Linked DNA regions of Sus scrofa: regions 1, 2 and 3 are each linked to region 4. Evidence: chromatin contacts called from public Hi-C and HiChIP or PLAC-seq data. All regions are on one chromosome and are shown on one strand. The core of a region is the stretch at or near the end of the contact, and the rest is flanking DNA. Distances in the headings are between cores, read along the strand shown. Region 1 holds the start of MAN2B1 (lysosomal alpha-mannosidase). Region 2 holds the start of CALR (calreticulin). Region 3 has its middle 21 kb from the start of MAN2B1. Region 4 holds the start of HOOK2 (protein Hook homolog 2).

The links. Hi-C and Micro-C count contacts between places; a contact is called where the count stands out from the background. HiChIP or PLAC-seq counts read pairs in DNA pulled down with a chosen protein or histone mark.
Region 1: a contact with region 4 is called in an H3K27ac HiChIP or PLAC-seq map of alveolar macrophages. The contact joins the promoter of MAN2B1 here to the promoter of HOOK2 in region 4. A contact is called at or near these places in 5 of 47 Hi-C or Micro-C datasets (embryonic fibroblasts, liver, retroperitoneal adipose tissue and 1 more) and 2 of 2 datasets of contacts at active chromatin or transcription factors (alveolar macrophages and skeletal muscle).
Region 2: a Hi-C map of liver shows a contact between it and region 4, with 5 times the contacts expected there. The contact joins the promoter of CALR here to the promoter of HOOK2 in region 4. A contact is called at or near these places in 2 of 5 promoter capture datasets (fetal liver and liver), 6 of 47 Hi-C or Micro-C datasets (alveolar macrophages, heart right ventricle, liver and 1 more) and 1 of 2 datasets of contacts at active chromatin or transcription factors (alveolar macrophages).
Region 3: a contact with region 4 is called in an H3K27ac HiChIP or PLAC-seq map of alveolar macrophages. The contact joins the enhancer-like site here to the promoter of HOOK2 in region 4. A contact is called at or near these places in 5 of 47 Hi-C or Micro-C datasets (heart right ventricle, liver, retroperitoneal adipose tissue and 1 more) and 2 of 2 datasets of contacts at active chromatin or transcription factors (alveolar macrophages and skeletal muscle).

The regions. Positions count from the first base shown.
Region 1 is chr2:66,327,494-66,330,420 of Sscrofa11.1, forward strand. It overlaps MAN2B1 (lysosomal alpha-mannosidase), which reads left to right and starts at 1,558. Exons shown (of 24, transcript XM_003123314.4): 1 at 1,558-1,785. The coding sequence starts at 1,624. WDR83OS (WD repeat domain 83 opposite strand) reads left to right here. Exons shown (of 4, transcript NM_001001645.1): 3 at 1-27; 4 at 122-502. The coding sequence ends at 188. It overlaps LOC100736972 (a long non-coding RNA gene), which reads right to left and starts at 1,518. Exons shown (of 6, transcript XR_002341622.1): 1 at 1,364-1,518; 2 at 1,088-1,161; 3 at 1-2.
Region 2 is chr2:66,100,281-66,103,464 of Sscrofa11.1, forward strand. It overlaps CALR (calreticulin), which reads right to left and starts at 1,794. Exons shown (of 9, transcript NM_001174133.1): 1 at 1,641-1,794; 2 at 1,173-1,274; 3 at 785-988; 4 at 263-357; 5 at 1-173. The coding sequence starts at 1,731.
Region 3 is chr2:66,348,625-66,351,730 of Sscrofa11.1, forward strand. No RefSeq gene overlaps it. Among named protein-coding and RNA genes, the nearest start is that of MAN2B1, 21 kb to the left of the region's middle. Within about 2 kb of position 1,782, at least 5 of the 83 cell types and tissues checked have an H3K27ac peak or open chromatin away from gene starts, as enhancers often do. A contact at or near this core is called in alveolar macrophages, where this site is marked.
Region 4 is chr2:66,226,219-66,229,385 of Sscrofa11.1, forward strand. It overlaps HOOK2 (protein Hook homolog 2), which reads left to right and starts at 1,344. Exons shown (of 21, transcript XR_002341620.1): 1 at 1,344-1,520; 2 at 1,903-1,944; 3 at 2,042-2,127; 4 at 2,197-2,269.

The DNA.
Region 1 (2,927 bases), core at 308-2,807, 100 kb after region 4:
CACTAAACAGATGATGAGTAGCTTCATGTGAGCCTGGGCCTGGAGAGGGAGGGACTCCTGGGTAAGGGGAGGGGATCCCCAAGCCTATCCATCCTGGACTGACTCCTCTCTCCTGTCTCAGGCTGTCCATCTCTGCTGTGGTGATGTCGTATCTGCAGAACCCTCAGCCCATGACGCCCCCCTGGTGATGTCAGCCTAGAGGGGTCCCATCCTGGACCCCTCTGTCCACCTTGCCCTAGGCCTGGGCCTTGGCTACTCAGTCTCTGGCCCTCAACTGCAGTCCTGGGCTTCTCTGGGTGAGGTAGTCTCAGGGCCAGCAGGTGGATGGAGGGAACTTGGCTCTGTCCCTGGGATCCCACTTCTGCTGAGGCAGCGAGGGGAATTGCATAGGCCAACCCACTCCTGCCTGCCTTCCCCACCCTGCCTGCTGCTGGGGGAGGTGCTGTCCATGTTTCCAATCATTTTCATGTTGAAACCAGTTAATAAAGTTTTGCATTCTGGATGTTCTCTGTGACCTCACTCTCCGGTGCATTGTGGGTGCTTGTCTTAGCAGGGGGAAGGGCTCCAGTTCTTCCACTCTGTCAGACCTTGGGTGGGAGCCTTAGTTTGGAGACTTCAGGGTAGTTTTCTTATTTCACACGCCTCCAGCCCTAAGTCCCCTGCCAGAGACAGAACAGTGATCTTTGCCCTCTGGCAGCAGGGCTAATCTGAGGAATCTGGGCTTTGGTTTTCTTTCTTTTTTCTTTTTTTTTTTGCCTTTTCTAGGGTAGCTTCCTGCTGCATATGGAGGTTCCCAGGCTGGGGTCTAATCGGAGCTGTAGCTTCCAGTCTACGCCATAGCCACAGCAATGCGGGATCCAAGCCGCGTCTGCGACCACAGCTCACAGCAACACCGGATCCTTAACCCACTGGGCAAGGCCAGGGATCGAACCTGCAACCTCCTGGTTCCTAGTCGGATTTGTTAACCACTGCGCCACAATGGGAACTCCTGGGCTTTGGTTTTCTTATCAGGGGAATGGGGGTACTGTAAGCAAGTCAGATGTACTGGTAGGGACCAGGGAAGGCAAGAAAAACCGTTTTCCCTTACCTGTGAAGTTCTCACTCTCCTCTCCAGAGGACATCCGTGTCTCTCCCAAGGCTGGATGCCACCCCTCCCCAGCGCTGTAAGAGGCAATTCCTTTACTCAATGTCTCAATCCGTAGGACAGAAAAGGGCACCCATTAACCTCTGCTCCTGGCCAAGCTAGGTTCCTGGCGGACCCTAGCCCTGAAGGTCAACGGCATACCCTAGGATTCTACGCACATATTTTACTTCCAAGGCAAACCCCAGCACCCGTAGGAAAATCTGAGACCCCTGCTCCTACCTCCAAGGAAGCAGCTAGACTAAAACATTTTCTGAGGAAACCAGCGCCGGGAGGGGCTACACACACCCAGGGCCTCGCTGTACTCCTAGGCCCCCAGGGTACCCAGAGCTACTATCTCCGTCTCGTGACTCTCTAGGCCACACCCTAGCCCCGCCCTCGCTGGCACCCATTGGTCAAGCCGAATCCTGGGGGCGGGGCCTTTGCTGAGCCTAGGCCCGGCACGGGAAACCCCTGGAGGCAGTGGCGGCCGCAGCAGAGCCATGGTTGCCGAGGCGCGGTTTTGGGGGGTCCGCGCTGGTGGCGGCCAGGACGAGGCGGGGTCCCGGAAGCGCTCCGGCGCGCTGCAGCCACCGCTCCCGCCTTTCTCCTTCCTTTTTTTGTTGTTGCTGGCGGCGCACGGCGTTTGGGCCGCCGGATACCAGGTGAGCGTGGGCCCGCGAGCGGAAATGTCCTTCAACTTCCAGAGTGAAGCTCCCAGTAGGATTCGGGTCTGTGGGTGGCTCAGTTCTGTGGTGACTAGTGACTGGTTGCTAATATGACAGCATGGTCTGAGCATATGCTTGGTGTCATTGAGAGGTCTGGCTGTGTGTGTCTGAGAATGGCGCTGTCTGTATCTGCCTCCCTTGCTTCTGCGGGTTGGCTTACCTGGACTCTGCATACATTTACCGTTGCTGAAGATTGGCCTCTGTCCACCGTTGCCTAATAGAAACTCAGAGACAGAGTTTTGGGTGAAGGAGAAAAAAAATAGCTTTATTGCTTTGCCAGGCAAAGGAGGGTCACAGCAGGCTAATACCCTAAAGACTGTGCCCTCCCAATGCCATTGGAAAGAATTGCTAGGAGTTTTATAGTAAAAAGAAGGAAGACAGATTTTCAAATAGGAATCAAGGATTGGAACAAACATGCATTCTTCTTTCTTTGGGGGGGATCTTAGTCTTCAAAGCTGGAGTCAGGAGATATCAGCATGATCACAATGGTGGTCTTCTGGGTTGTCGCCTAGAAAAACAGTACTTGGGAAAAGGGTATATTGATCAGAGATTAGAACAAACTAGGGAAGTTCCTGAAAAAAAATCATGTGCTAATAATATTTAATCCACAGGCAATTGTGCTCAGGACGCTTAATCTTTAGTTTACCTGTGACTGTTTAGGGTGCAGTTAAGCCAGGGAGAAGGACAAGGAAAGACTCTAAGCTGTTCAATTTTAAAGTGTTCATTTCTAAAAGAAGCATAAGTAATATAACTTTTCTCTTAAGCGTATAAGATGCCTATATTATTATGTGTATCCCTTGAGAGGGAACCAGGATCCTGTCCCAAGGCTGTACTATTTTTTCTTGACTGTTCCTCCCTTGTCTTTGTATCTCCTTGCTTCCCTGTTCGGCAACTGTCTGAACCTCCCTGGTAACTCAGGGAGGGTTATGGAAGCTGAATGAGGCTAATTTCTTAAGAACAAGAAATGGGGGGCACAGAAAGGCTTTTGTGCCCAAGAGCCCCACAAGGCCCTGCTCAGTTACATTACCTGTGTGATTGGGTGTGAGCCAGCTACTAGCTATGTGTGTGGCCTGGGGGCT
Region 2 (3,184 bases), core at 544-3,043, 130 kb before region 4:
CGCTCGTCCCAGTCTTCAGGCTTCACAGCATCAGGATCCTTTATCTTCTTAGGCGGCAAGAAGTCCCAATCGTCCTCCAAGGAGCCTGACTCCACCTGACTGTTGTCAATCTTCACCTCATAAGTATTATCGGGCCGCACAATCAGTGTGTACAGGTGTGTGAATTCATCATCCTGAAGAGAGTAGGAGATGAGCGGCCCCACCCACCAGGCTGGCCTCTGAGCCTCCCCTGACAGCCATTTGTTACCACCCCCAGATGCACCTTGCAACGGATATCCTTATTGATGAGCACGTTCTTGCCCTTGTAGTTGAAGATGACATGAACTTTCTTGGTGCCAGGGCCACAGATGTCCGGGCCTTGGTGAGAAGTAGGTCCGGTTAGAGTTAGAGGCTCCCCACCACTGAGCCCCGCCCCCACCCCTTTTCAAAAAGAAAACTTGGTTCTTAAACGCAGGTCTGCAAAGCTCAAAACAGAATTCAGACTTTATCTCTAAGGGACTAAGAATAAAGAGTCAAAGGAGAGAAATTAAGTGCTCAGAGAACTTGTAGAATTGGAAAATAGCTACATAAACATCACACAGACTATCAGCCTTAAACCAAAAACAAAGCAGAAAGTTGTTAACTGTAACTATTCCCTCAGCTTCCCTTCCAAAGAAAAACTTAAGCATGTAAGGGTTTTCTGTGCTCTCAAGACTACTTTTCATGGGCTATATATAAGGAACACACGGGGTTTCAGGCTCCGTCTAACTAACCAGAGGTCAGGATCAGGGTGGGGCCCCCTCACCAAACATGATGTTGTATTCGGAGTCTCCATGCATGTCTGTCTGGTCCAAACCATCTGGAAACAGCTTCACGTATCCACCCCCACAGTCGATGTTCTGTTCGTGTTTCACCGTGAACTGCACTACCAGCGTCTGACCCTTGTTGCTGAAGGGCTCAAATCTGGCCGACAGAGCGTAAAACCGGGCATCCTGGCTTGTCTGTAGCCCTAGCAAGGGACGATAGTGAGGTCACGGCTCAGCCCAATCCCCGGAGTACCCTTATGTGGGAAATAGAGACGACTGCCCCTTCCTCCCCCTGCTCTGTTCCTAGGGGTACCCAAGCTGTGTGATGATTAGGAGCTTCCTCCAGGAAGTCCTCCTGGATCTGAGAACCCATCCCTAGGTTCTTACCTTTATCTTTCTCCTGGTCACCGTAGAATTTGCCGGAACTGAGAACGAATCTGCCAAAATCCGGTTTGTGTTTGGATTCAATCCAGCGATCAGTCCACCCGTCTAGGGGACCAGAGGAGCAGGTCAGCGCGGCCTTGCTCATCACCCCCCAAAAAACATCTACCAAGACCCACAAGCTGCTAGGGTCAAATAAAGAGCTATTCTTCTCTCTGACTTCCCCTACCCCGGCCTCTAGTTTGACATCTCTAATGGCTTAAGAGAGCCTCGGGCGAGCCCTAACTCCGGCCGCAGAAGGCCGCTGCGCCCTCCACGCTCCTCAGGGACGGAGAAGGAAGGATCGCCTTGCGGCTTTAGTCCCTGAAGACTACCGTGTTGGCCCTCTGAGCAGTAATTACAGAAGACACGCAGATATGGGCTAGGTGGCCAGCCGCCTCGTTAGAGAGGCCTCGAGGCGGGACTAAAGCTTACCTCCGTCCAGAAATTGCTCCTTGAAGTAAATAGTGGGTTCAGCGGCGGCCAGGCCGACAAGGCCGAGCAGTAGTGGGACTGGGAGCAGCATGGCGGGCCGAGGGGGCGGCGGCGCGCGGGCCCCTTAAGTCACTCCTCCAGCAGCCGCTCTGCAGTACGGACGGACGCTACCGCCGGCCGCGAGCCTTTATACCGGGCCCGCTCTCAAACCAACCTGGTCCTGCCTCTTTGACCCTCCTCCCCCGCCGTATCATTGGTCTGTGGCTATAATCCTGCCTTTCCATTGGATCTTTGTCGGCTCAGCATGTTCGGCTGTGCCTCGGCACGCTGGGTTCCCAGATGGCCGATTTCTATTGGCCGCACCACTGGCCAATGAAGGTCGACCACGCGTTGTGGGGGACGCCCACCGGTGGAGTGGGGGCCTCCAGCCCCTCAGGCTAGGTCATGTGACCAGACCTCGGCCCAACCCCGCCCTAGCCCGCGAGCCTGTCTTCACAGCTGGGCGTTTAAAGAACGCGCGCGAGTGCAGGTGCCACTGCGCTGAGCTATGACCCTGTTCCAGCCTCGCCTCTGCTCATCCCCTCTATGGGGCTGGGTGGGCAAGGTTTTCCTAGCCTTTTTCTGTTGCGAATTTGGGGAGCCTCTCTAATTCAACCCTCTCTTTTTCTCTTCCTCTTTCTTTCTCTCCAGTCACCCCGCCCTGCCCAGGATGAGGCAGAGGTCACCGGGCCCTGGGGCTTCATTTCACCCTAGCGCCAGAGCCATGCAGCCTTGCGGGGATAGTGCGGGCTCTCTCCTCCATGTGGCTCCTAGTGTCCTGGCCGCTTTGTCAAGACTGCTGCTGTGTGAAATGGGTCAAGTCACCTAGCCTCTCTGAAGTCACAGGAGCTCCTGAAAGGCCAAGAGGAGCGACGCTGGCCAGCTGCTGCCTGGCAGAAGTGCTTTCAAAGATCTTAGGGACGTCCTGGGACAAAAGGAAGGAAGCCCAGATGGCTTGAAGATGTGACTACAGGCTGTGGCTCCGTAGGGTTGTTCCCTTTATTGGAGCCTCTCCAATATATACCCTCCACCCTTTCCTCAGCCGGTAGACTGAAAGGGGTCACTGTCTTGTGGTCTCCCACAAACGGCTCGCTTTTGCAATTAAACGGCTAAAGAGGAGGGGGCAGGGGGTTCAGTTGGGGAGGGAGTAAAAGGGACAGATGGTGGGGAAGATAAGGTCCAAGAGAGGTGGGCAGGACCCCTAAATCTGGAGCCTTCTTCTGAAGCCAGAGGCGCATGACAGTGACTGACACCAGCTCCCTGCCCCTAGGCTACAGGAAGGAGGAAGGAGAGCTGGGGGTTTCCCAAACTATGAGCAAATAGGCTCTGGACCTGGGAAGTGGGAGGGAACTTTGGAAGGAGGGTAGGTAGGGGTGCTTCCCCTCTAGTGGTGGGAACTCAGAAAAGGGAGGAATGAGGGATCTTGGAGAAGTTGTGGTTCTGCCCCTTCCCCAAGGCAGTATCCAGTAGGGGTGCCCAACCTGCACCCCTCCTGCCCCATCCCC
Region 3 (3,106 bases), core at 532-3,031, 120 kb after region 4:
GCCCTGCCTTAGGAGATGCCCAGGAAAAATATTTCTTGTCCTCTATGGTGGTGTAGACAGGACTGGATGGACCAGTGTGTCCTGGGGAGTGTGACTGTGGCCTGGCTACCATCCTTTTGTGCCCTTGTCATTGTATCCTTCCATCCTGAGCAAGGTCATGGGCAGGCTGGCAGGCTGGGTGAGGGTGCCAACCTTTAAGATTGCCTTCTGGGAGTTCCTGTTGTGGTGCAGCAGAAATGAATCCGACTAGGAACCATGAGGTTGTGGGTTTGATCCCTGGCTTCGCTCAGTGGGTTAAGGATCTGGCATTACTGTGAGCTGTGGTGTAGTTTGCAGACACAGCTCAGATCTGGCGTTGCTGTGGCTGTGATGTAGGACGGCAGCTGTAGCTCTAATTTGACCCTAGCCTGAGAATCTATATGCTGTGAGTGTGTGGCCCTAAAAAGCAAAAAAAAAAAAAAAAAAAAAAAAGATTGCCTTCTGAAAAGATTCCCAAGTCCTCCTCTAAGGCTGAGGCCAACCCAGGCTGTGTGGGAAGGGCCATGGCCTGGACTGACGATGTGCCTGGGTCAGCCAGGGAGGGTGACCCACTTAGGACCTGGTCACTGGAAGCACTCCTCCCAAAACATTTCTAAGTCCCATTGATATGGCTAGGCCAGCTGAGGAGAGTGGCCAGAGGGCTGCTGTTGTCCTGCTTAAGAGGCTTATTTTCAGAGGTGCCCTCTTTGTTGATGGGAACTAGTCAGGGCCAGGAAATCAGCCAAGGGCTGGCACCCAGACATGACTGTGGTCTTGTGTTGGTATCTGTGCCTCTTGAAAAAGTTCCCAAGTCCCCCTTTGAATGAGTGGGGGGCTCATTCAAAAGTCAGCAGTGGCCTGAGCTTAAGGTGTTGCTGGTCCTACCTGCAGACACCTGTGTTGCCCATTGCTGGATGCACTTGCCTTGCTGCCATTTTTCTAAATCTCCCTCTGGAGGGGGCAGCCCGTCCTGGCCATCCACGGAGGCCCCAGGGAGGGTGTTCTGGGCCCCACCATGGTCACAGGTGGGCCCTATTCATCACATACGCTTCTAGAAAATGTTTCCAACTCCTCCGGAGACAAGCAGCGACAGAGTGGGCTAGGGACCACCTTAGAGGGTGTCCAGGGCTTGGGGAAAGTCTGGGGATGGGTCACTAGATGTGCCTCCAAAAAAAAAACCAAAACCAAAACCAAAAAAAACCTCTCTCTATATATATGTATGTATATATTCGGTCTTTTTAAGGCCGCACCTTGGGCGTATGGAGGTTCCCAGGCTAGGAGTCTAATCGGAGCTACAGCTGCCAGCCTTCGCCACAGCCATAGCAATGCAGGATCCTAGCTGCATCTGTGACCTATACCACAGCTCACGGCAACGCTGGATCCTTAACCCACTGAGCGAGGCCAGGGATCAAACCCAAAGCCTCATGGTTACTAGTCAGATTTGTTTCTGCTGCACCACAAAGGCAACGGAAAATATTTTTAAGCCCCCTTGGGAGAGGGAGACTGAACTGAGATGGTGTGAGAGGCTCCTGGAGAAGGCCCAGCCCTGTCACAGTCCCACCACGGGGCTGGGTCACTAGGGGTGCCTCCGAAAAGCTGGCTAAGACCCCCTTTGGAAGCTGAGATCAGCCCCGGCCCTCCAGGGAGTTCCATGGACCGCGTCTCGGGCCTATCAGGCCACCCCACCCTGGCTGCAACAGGTACAGTGTTCTAGGTGGACACAGAGGAGGTGGCGCGTGGGTGGGCATGGGGCGCCACCTGGTGGCCATTTATATATCGTCTCCGAAGATCTGCTGAAGTGGCATCCGGCTGCCCAGCCCAAGGGCGAGATCCATTAAGCAGGCAGCGCTGTCATCTCGACTGCGACACTCTGCCTCCTAAGACTGTCATTGCAATATAAAGGAGGAGGCATCTGGGAACTGCATGGACAGGGTGACTGGCATACAGAGATTCCCTCCACCAGCGAGTACCACCTTGAGGCGTTGCAGGTGATGGGCATAGGACCCCATGGGCTCAGCCATGTTCCCACCTGGTGCTCAGTTGTTGGGAGTGCCTCCTGAGAATTTTTCGAGGTCCCCCTCTTGGGGTGGAGCACTGTTGCCAGATATGCATCCAGAAATTTTTCCCTTCTGAAGAGGTGACAAGGAGGGCAGGAAAGGGCACCCTAAGTCCAACTGCAGGAGTTCTCCTTGTGTCTCAGCAGAACCCTACATAGTGGCCGTGAGGATGCAGGTTCCATCCCTGGTTAAGGGGTAAGGATTCAGCTTTGCTGCAAGCTACGGTGTAGGTCACAGATGGCGCTAAGATCCTGCACTGCTGTGGCTGTGGCTAGGCTGGCTGCTGCAGCTCCAATTAGACTCCTAGCCTGGGAACTTCCGTATGCCACAGGTGTGGCTATAAGAAAAAGAAGAAATAAGTCCAACTGGAGTTACTCTGGGGCCTATTCTTGGACACTCCCTGCAAAGCCTCTGTAAACCACCCTCCAGTGGCAGGGAACATCCCAAGCCAACCAGGGTGGGTGCAGAGGTGGGCACCTTGGATCTGGTTGGGGTCCCCAGCAGGTTCTTGGTCATCTGAAGTAGCTCCTAGGATCATTTTTTTTTTTCCTTTTGCGGGGGCAGGGGTGGCACCTCACAGCATATGGAGTTCCTGGGCCAGGGATCAGATCTGAACCTCAGTTGTGACCCACGCCACAGGTATGCCAAGACCAGATCCTTAACCCTCTGTGCCAAGCCAGGGGATCCAACCTGTGCCCTAGTGCTCCAGAGATGCCACCGATTTGGTTGTGCCACATCGGGAACTCCTCATTTCCAATTCTAACTGGGATGAGGGTGTGATATTGGCCCCGGCAGGTCAGGGAGATTCCAGTAAGATGCCCTCTGATTTTCACTCCCTTGTGAGTCTTCCAAAAAATTTCTGTCTCCGTCAGAAGGCTGAATACAGAGTTCCCATTGTGCCAAAAGCATAAGGAACCCATCTAATACCCATGAGGATGTGTGTTCCATCCCTGGCATGGCTCAGTGGGTTAAGGATCTGGCGTTGCTGAGCTGCACTCTAGGTTGCAGACATGGCTCAGATCTAGTGTTGC
Region 4 (3,167 bases), core at 94-2,593:
GTTTTTCCCACGCCCGCCGGAAGGCAGCTCAGTCCGGAAACCGGCACTGCCGGCCCTTGTCCCCTTCCTCCCTACTCTCCCTCCCCTGCTCCCAGGGGATGGAGGCTGAAAACAACTCGGGAAGGGGATGTTGTTAGTGTGTAGACGAGCCTCGAGCCTCCAAGGCCCCTGCCTGCGTGCGGTTGCGCTTCTGAGTGTGCAGTAATCCGATGTTTGGTGCTAAAGTGATGGTATTCCTGCGATGCAGCTGCGGGGGTTGGGGGGTGGGTGGGAGCTGTGGTCATCCTGCCCAACCCACTCGGGGCAGGCCTGCCGGAGCCAGACTCTGGGTTGGAGGGAGCAACTCCCCTCCCCTCAGACCTGACCCACCCCTAAATCAGAGCCCGCCCCCTCCCTCTGGGTACAACTAATAACCTCTAATTATCGCTCATTACCTCGCCCGCCTCGCGGGGGAGGGGCTGCCGGAGAACTTAGGCGTCAGAGGGCGCGGGCCGTGGCTTTACCCCTTCCCTGAAACCGGATCCAGTCAGAACCTCTGTTTCCTCGCCTGCGAACCGGGAATTAAAAGAGCACTTGCCACCTAGAGTCGTGGAGATTTCAACCATCTATATATTTAAATCGCTTAGCGCAGAGACTGCATAGTGTGTGCATTCCATAAATGGCAACTGCGATTTTATCGTAAACTAGTATTGTTTGTACTTTCCTGTGAGCCCCCTCCACTGCCCAGACCGGGTCTCAGAACAGGTCCATTCTTTTCCTCGTAGGCGGCGTTCCTGCGGTCTGGGCGCCCCCTGGTGGGCCGTGGCGAACAGGGTGGCCTGGTCGCGGTTTCTGAGACAGGAGGGTTCCCGCGCCGCGTCTGAGAGCATGCAGTGAAGGGCTCAGTGGAGGATGGGTCTAAGCTAGGCAAATATATCTCTCCATTACCCAGGACATGTGTCTGGCTGATCCATCCTTCCCTCCACTTGGGACTATCAAGTCACTTCCACCGGGAAGACCACCTTGGTGTCCCCCTCCAAGTGCTCCTCTCCCGCTCAAATAAAGGCTCAAATCATAATGTAGCTAGACAACAGGATTTCATTCAGCTGAGGGGCAGGGACGAAAATGCGCCTGTATATAACAAGGTGGAGCAGCTCCTCCCGGATGAAGAGGAAAAATGGTGAGGTCTCCGCTACCCACAAAAGAGAATGGGGAGGAGGGGCGACGGGGCCACCGTAGGGATGCGCAAGGCTGGCCCAGACTGACCCCTAGCGGCAGGGCTGGCCTCCAACTGCTTCCCGGATCCAAGATGGCGGGACTGAAGGCCTGAAAGGGCGCCGGGAGATCACGTGTATAGGGCGGGGCTTGCGCCTAGGGGGCGGGGCGGCGCTCTGGGCCGAGCGGGAGGTCGGGGCTGCGAGCGCTAGCTGGTGGCGGATCTGGACGCGGCTGCCGTGGCAGGGCTCCGCGGCCGGGGTCGAATCCGATCAGGAGTCATGAGCGTGGATAAGGCCGAGCTATGCGGGTCTCTGCTCACCTGGGTAGGTTGGGGGAGGTGCCAGGGACAGGTGTACGCCCGCTCTGCTCGCCCGGGAGCCCAGACCTTGGCTCTATTCGCCCTTCCATACTGGGACTGGGAGGAGGAAGGGGTCGTCGGCCGGCCAGACCGTTGGACTCTGGCCTGAGCACCCGCCTTGTCACGTAGCAGGTTTGCGTGGAAAGAACAGGTGAGGCCCCGCCCCTTCGTGACTGGGTCATGTGGGGTGAGGGCACAGGTGAGCTGGCCTGGTCATGTGGTGCCTGTGGGAACCAGGTGACTCGTGGTTCTGCCCTGGCCTGGTCGGCGGGATTTGTTGGGCAGAGGTACAGGGAGGCCACGCCCCCTCCGGTTCCTCCAGGTGAGCAGAGACCACTCCCCCACAGAGCTGCTTGCTGGAGCAAAAGGCCAACCCCCTGCCCAACCCTGTGAGTTTCCTACGGACTGAAAAGTTTGCAAAAAGGGTGTGGTTCCGTGGTCCCAGGCCCTGATTTTACCTGTTGCGCTTTCCTCTCCCCCACCCAGTTGCAGATGTTCCACGTCCCGCCCCCCTGTACCAGCCCCCAGGACCTGAGCAGTGGCCTTGCAGTAGCCCATGTGCTGAACCAGATGTGAGTGGGGCTGAGGGGGAGGGTCCCAAAAGGGACCCCCAGCAGCTCATCCCACATTCTCGCCCCCAGAGACCCTTCCTGGTTCAACGAGGCATGGCTCCAGGGCATCTCAGACGACCCAAGTCCCAACTGCAGGCTGAAGGTGACAGGTGGACTTATGAATGGGGGACAGACTGGTGAAGAGATGACCAGGGAAGGGTCAGTTAGACAAGTCCTTGGTGACGGACAGACAGACCTGGACAGGAAGAGGGAGAGATGTATGGTGGTGATTAGCCAACTATGATTCTGTTCCTTTATTCTTATATTAAGTAGGCCTGAGTGTGCAGCAAGAAATGACACAGGTACAAACCTGCATACACAAACATTAACATTGACTTCTGGTGGTAATCAATTTTATGTCAATAACAAAAACTGGGCCGAGAGAGAGCACCTGGGAGTGGGTGGGATCAGATGGGCTGATTTCCATGTGAGATTTGGAGGAATGATATTTCAGACACAGCAAACAGCAACGGCAAAGGCCCTGAGTTGCAAATAAGCTTGGTGTGGTCAAGGAATGGAAGGGAGGTCAGAACAGAAAGCAAGGGGGGCAGGAATGGTAGATGAGGTCATCAGGGGCCTGGAAGTCTTAGGCAGGGAGGTAGATTCTATTTTTAAGTGTATGTAAAGTCAGGGAAGAATTTTAGTAGCAGAAAGACATAAACCTGGCTTGGGCTTCAAAAAGCTCCCCCTGGCTGCTTGTAGAGGAATAGAGGGTAGGCAGCAAGAGCGGAAGCTGAGTCGGGGCTGGTGCAGTAATCCGGGTGAGAGGGGATGGTGGCCAGGGTCAAAGGGTGGTGGGGCAGATGGTGAGAAGTGATTGAATTCAGGAGACATGGGAACATGGATAAGAAGGGTAGGCCGCCAGACAGGTCACTCCTCAGAGAGGGGACATTCAGAGAATGGGGCCAAACAGAGTGAGAAGTCCAGGGATTAGGAGGTGAGACACAGAAAAAAAGGATGGGGTAGACAGATTCTGGGTGGGGGGCTGCCTGGCCCCGGCT